2 separate regions of the Macaca mulatta genome follow, and region 1 is linked to region 2. Evidence: chromatin contacts called from public Hi-C data. All regions are on one chromosome and are shown on one strand. Each heading gives the region's core, a stretch centred on a gene start, on an enhancer-like site or on the middle of the called end of the contact. The rest is flanking DNA. Distances are from core to core; before and after follow the strand shown. Region 1 holds the start of LMAN2L (lectin, mannose binding 2 like). Region 2 holds the start of KANSL3 (KAT8 regulatory NSL complex subunit 3).

Evidence for each region. A called contact is a pair of places that touch in the nucleus more often than the background predicts.
Region 1: a Hi-C map of blood shows a contact between it and region 2, with 5 times the contacts expected there. The contact joins the promoter of LMAN2L here to the promoter of KANSL3 in region 2. A contact is called at or near these places in 3 of 14 Hi-C or Micro-C datasets (blood, fetal cortical plate and liver).

Annotation. Positions count from the first base shown.
Region 1 is chr13:5,395,877-5,398,602 of T2T-MMU8v2.0, reverse strand. It overlaps LMAN2L (lectin, mannose binding 2 like), which reads left to right and starts at 1,476. Exons shown (of 8, transcript XM_028832179.2): 1 at 1,476-1,686.
Region 2 is chr13:5,292,479-5,295,585 of T2T-MMU8v2.0, reverse strand. It overlaps KANSL3 (KAT8 regulatory NSL complex subunit 3), which reads left to right and starts at 1,410. Exons shown (of 21, transcript NM_001194121.2): 1 at 1,410-1,505; 2 at 2,622-2,886.

The sequences.
Region 1 (2,726 bases), core at 227-2,726, 100 kb before region 2:
GCAACTTAGTGAGACTCCCCCCCCACACACCCCATTGCTACAAAAAATTAAAAATTAGCCAGGCGTGGTGACACATACCTGTCGTCCCAGCTACTTGAGAGGCTGAAGTGGGAAGATCCCTTGAGCCCAGGAGGTTGAGGCTGTGGCCATGCCACTGCACTCCAGCCTGGACGACAGAGAGAGACCCTGTTTCAAACACAAAAACAAAAAAAAAGAAAATAAAAAAGAAAGAAATAGTGCTTACTACATGCAAGGCATTGTTCTAAGAGGTTTACCAATATTGACTCATTTAACCCTGACCCTCACCATGGTTAGATGGTTTTGATCACTTTAGTGGCTACGTGGAGACCAGTCTGGACACATGTTGTTGTGGTGCCGGATAAAGATGAAGGGATGTGCCTGTAGTCCCAGTTACTCAGGAGGCTAAGGTGGCAGGATCACTTGAGCCAGGGAGGTAGAGGCTGGAGCTGAGACTGTGCCACTGCACTCCAGCGTGGGCAACAGAGCAAGACCTTGTCTGTCTGTCTCTCTCTCTTTTTTTTGAGACGGAGTTTTGCTTTTGTGGCTCAGGCTGGAGTGCAGTGGCTTAGTCTTTGCTCACGGCAACCTCTGCCTCCTGGGTTCAAGCGATTCTCCTGCCTCAGCCTCCCGGTAGCTGGGATTACAGGTGCCACCACGCCTGGCAATTTTTTTTTTTTTTCTGTATTTTTAATAGAGATGGGGTTTCTCCATGTTGGTCAGGCTGGTCTCGAGCTTCCAACCTCAGGTGATCCGCCCGTCTCGGACTCCCAAAGTGCTGGAATTACAGGCGTGAGCCACAGCGCCCGGCCAAGACCTCGTTTCAAACAAAAAAGGAAAGAAAAGGAGGGAAGGAGGTGATGGCTTTTAGAATTAATTAATTTGTGTGCTTTCAATTCTTCTATATCTGTAGGTTGCTTGATGGCCCAGACTATCACGGCAAAGGAGTCATTTGCATTTGAAGAGAATGTGTCTTCCGCAGTTGTTAGATGGAATTTCTATAAATATCATCAGGTCAAGTTAGTTGGCAGTACTGTTCAAGTCTTTTATAAATTGATAATTTTCCAGTTATTTTATGGATTTGTCTATTTCTCCTTTCACTGCTATATCTTCCAAACTGATTCAGAGAGCTGCAGTTAGGACCGTACTATTGCAGAGAGGATAGAATGTTTGGGACCAGAAGAAACGTTTTATCTCTTTAAATTTACTCTCGTACGCAGAAAACAAAGTGGGAATAAACTACGTATCCCAGCAAGCCTAGCGGAACTCAGGGCAAATGCAAATAAGGGAGTCTGGGCATTCGGCTACGCCCCTTTTCTGGGTTGGCAAGGCAACTGATACCCAAGCCAGCCAATCGGTGATATGCTCACCTGCAGGGGCGGGGCTTGACGAGAGCCAATAGAACGCGGGGACGGTTGTTCTTCGGGCCAATGGGTTGGGCGACAGGGCGGGCTTTTGATGAAGGGTCGGCGGTGGGAAAGATGGCGGCGACTCTGGGACCCCTTGGGTGGTGGCAGAAGTGGCGGCGATGTTTGTCGGCTCGGGATGGGTCCAGGATGTTACTCCTTCTTCTTTTGTTGGGGTCTGGGCAGGGGCCACAGCAAGTCGGGGCGGGTCAGACGTTCGAGTACTTGAAACGGGAGCACTCGCTGTCGAAGCCCTACCAGGGTGAGGCGCCCAGGGTGAGGTGGTCGTGCAGTGGGGCGGGCTTCGGGACTTGATTTCAGGGGTAGAGGCGGGGGCGGCGAAGGGCTTCGTGGCCCGGAGGAAACTGCTGGCGGTGGTGGGGCCCACGGGGACTCCCTCCGCGTTTGGGAGCCACAGGTCTGAAAGTCAGGAGTTAGGTGTGCCTGCCAAGCTCTGGAAGTTTCCAGTAGGTAAAGGCAGGGCTGTCGGGTGCCACTAGTGCTAGGCCTGGAGTTAGACAGGAGGAGTTTGGGAAGGGGAGAGAATTGAGAATGGTGAGGGGTAATTGAGGGCTACTAGCAATGAGCCGGTCTCCAGAGGGACCTGTGGATGTGCTAGAAATAAAGCAAGAGGAAGAACTGGGGTAGAACTTGAACGGAATGAGAAGAAAGATGATAAAATTATGCTGCTGGGTAGAACCACCTTCTCTTCTGCAGCCTAGGGGCCCTATTGATGAAAGACGTTAGGGTTTACACAACTCTAAGCACAGCTTATCGGCCAGAAAATTGATACAGTTAGCTACAAAACGTTGACAAACCAGTGCAGATGGCTTAACTAACACAAGTCTTTCCCCACTAAGGCATAAGTAGTGGGACACAAAACAGTTCAAAGTGCAAGAGTATAGGCTACTACTAAGGGTAATCATTTATTCCCTTACATGCCTGGATAGCCTGTGTGCTGATCTCTTTGCTAATATTCATGAGTTTGCAGACACGAAGTTTTCACTCTTAAAGAAGTTTATAGTTGAGGGTACAGGGAGTAGCTTCACACCTTAAGGGTTGTTTAAAGAAAGAATGTGACAGCCGGGTGCGGTGGCTCCCGCCTGTAATCCCAGCACTTGGGGAGGCCGAGACGGGCGGATCACGAGGTCAGGAGATCTAGACCATCCTGGCTAACACGGTGAAACCCCGTCTCTACTAAAAATACAAAAAAATTAGCCGGGTGTGGTGGCGGGCGCCTGTAGTCCCAGCTGCTGGGGAGGCCGAGGCAGGAGAATGGCGTGAACGTGGGAGGCGGAGCTT
Region 2 (3,107 bases), core at 161-2,660:
AGGTTGCAGTGAGCCGAGATCACGCCACTGCACTCCAGCCTGGCCGACAGAGAGAGACCCCGTCTCAACAACAACAACAACAAAACAAAACAAAACAAAAAATCAAACTCATTAATAAGCCAAGAAACGGGATAAGATACCATTTATCACCTCTTAAATTGGCAAAGAATGAATCTCGGCTCGGCGATCTCGGCTCACCGATCTCTGCCTCCCGGGTTTAAGTGATTCTCCTACCTCAGCCTCCCGAGTAGCTGGGATTACAGGCATGGGCCACCACACGTGGCTAATTTTTGCATTTTTAGTAGAGACAGGGTTTCGCCATTTTGGCCAGGCTGGTCTTGAACTCCTGAACTTGTGATCCATCCGCCTCAGCCTCCCAAAGTGCTGGGATTACAGGTGTGAGCCACCACACCTGGCCATTTTTAAAAATTTAATTAATTAATTTTTTTAAAAAAATAGAAACGAAGTCTGACTGTTCTGTGCAGGCTGGTCTTGAACTCTTGGTCTCAAGCGATCCTCCCACCTGGGCCTCCCAACGTGCTGGGATGATAGGCATGAGCCACAGCTCCCGGGTGAGATTTATCATCTTGAACCATGACTCTTGCTCTCTCAGTCAGTCAACCAAATAACCAATTATTGATCAGTCATCATTTGAACAATTACCTATGTCCTGGGCTCTATGTTCTCTGGAGGATACAAAGGTTAATTTCCCTGACTTTGAGGATCTACTGTCTCTACACAAAAACACATAGGAAAGTTAACCACACAAAGCGATCTAGGGTCAGTAACAAAATTCTATTTTTTTTTTGAGACATGGTCTCACTCCGTCGTCCAGGCTGGAGTTCCGTGGCGCGACCATGGCTCATGGCAGCCTGGACCTCCTAGACTCAAGTGATCCTCCCACCTCAGCCTCCCGAGTAGCTGGGACTACAGGCATACATCACTATCACACATGCCTAATTTCTAAAATTTTTTGTAGATACAGAGGTCTCATCATATTGGCCAGGCTCATCTCAAATTCCTGAGCTCAAGAGATCCTCCCGCCTAGGCCTCCCAAAGCGCTGGGATTACAGGCGTGAGCCACACAGGTACATTCTTAATGAGGAAATTCAGGGGACTGCCCTGGTGGAGGTGGACAGTTGGGTGCTCGACCGCCCAGAGGGCACAAAGGACCAACACGATGGGGGTGGCGAGAACTGGGGCCGTAGAAGCCAGCCTCGTCCTCCGCCCTCGCTTTCCCTACTGAAAATGCGCGAGGGGGACACTCCAGCCCAGGTGCTGACTTTCTGCTTCGGACACGCTCTCGCGCTCTCGGCGCTCCTCTTCCGGACTGAGGCGCCGGGGCTTTATCCGTTCCGGGCTTTGCCGCTCACCGCCTCTCCCTTCCCAGGCCGTGAGCCTCTTCCGCGTTTTACTCGGTGCCCGCAGCGCCGGGGCGTGGAGGCGTTGACGCGCACGCGCTGAGGGATCTGGCCCGGGCCGAGCGCGCGGCCGTAAGAGCGCGGGTGAGAGCTGCGTTGGCTTCGAGGGGAGTGGCGGGCCGTGGGGTTCGCGGCCCTGGTTGGGACGGCCGGGGGTCTCGGCGAGGGCTTCAGGGCTCTCGGGGCGTGCGGGGGCCCGGGCTAGGGCCGGCTGCCGGGGCTGGTCGGGCGGGTTGGGCCGGGGGCGGGCGGGGGCCGCGTCTGGGCCTCGGTGACGCGGACGCCGAGCCGTGCCCCAGGGAGCGGGAGGCGGGAGGCGGCGGGCGGCGGCGGGCGGCGGCGGGCGGCGGGCGGGGGCCAGGAGGCTCCTCCTCGTCGCGAACTCTGCATGACCTTGGCCAAGTCGCTTCAGTTCCCCGAGCTGGCGACCTCGTCTGTAAAATGCGAGTCATGGCCCTGTCTCCTCGATGGAGGCTCAGTGGCAGGAACGCCTGCGGGGCCGCCGGGGTCCGGGGCGGTTTGCTGGGGACGCCTCGCCGGGGGTGCGGGCGAAAGGGCTTCCACGGGGACCATTTTGTCACAGGCTTTGTGGGGGGAGCTCTCCTTTTCGTATAAACTCTGGAATATTACGAAGTACCGACAGAACTTTTGTTTCACGCGGTACGAGGGACTCGAAGGACATGGAGCCCTAGCTGGGATTCGCTTTTTTGAGGCCCGCGTTGCCCTGCCCTTTAGCGGTGCCCACGCTCCTGCTGCGGACCGGGCTCGGTTGGCATCGTCGGTAGAGGATGATGTGAAGCGACAGAGAACCTTAGCTTTCGACAAACTCACGTTTGTGATTTCCCGTTTGCCAGAACTCTTCCTGCCCACCTAGGAAGTTGTGCTGGCCAAGCAGGTGTAGTGTCTGTCCACGCCAGGTCTTTCTGAACCTCGGGGTCGGTGAGCTCTCCCGTTAGCGAATTTCAGTTCGCTAGAGGTTGAGTATGGGACAACTCATGGCACCTCGTTTTTCTTTTTTTTTTTTTCCTTTTTTTTTGGTGTTGGTGTGGGATTCCACGAACCCTCCCCACCAGAGGTCTGCTGTGAAATGGATACTCAACAGGAATGATAGTAGGTTACAAAAGTAAGCATGTTCGATGGTGTAGATTGGGAGAAATTCAGAATATTGGAATTGACCTAAACTGAAACTTCTCACTGCAGGTGACTAGCATGCAGATACCCTTGCTCTGACTTTCTGCCCCTCCACTGACATGGCCCACCGGGGTGGGGAGAGGGACTTCCAGACTTCAGCTCGACGCATGGGCACCTCGCTGCTCTTCCAGCTTTCAGTGCACGAACGGGAGCTGGACCTGGTTTTTCTGGATCATAGCTATGCCAAGCCTTGGAGTGCCCACCCAGATGCCAGTAGTGCCCGCCCCACCCGCATGCTCTTTGTCACTCCCCGGCGGCAGCACGAAAGTACCATGTGAGTTTGGGCTTCTGAGGGCTGCTGCTGCCATCACTGGGCAGTGATCAGATGGGAATTTAGAGAGGATTTTCTCAGGATTGACTGGGGGAGATTGTATGAGGCGTTTGGATGTTAAATTCAGGCATCTCTTAAGCAGCATAAGGATAGCAGGCTTGAATGTGGATATCTGTATGAGACAGCTAACAAGAATTAGGAAAGCAAGACATGGAAATGAAAAG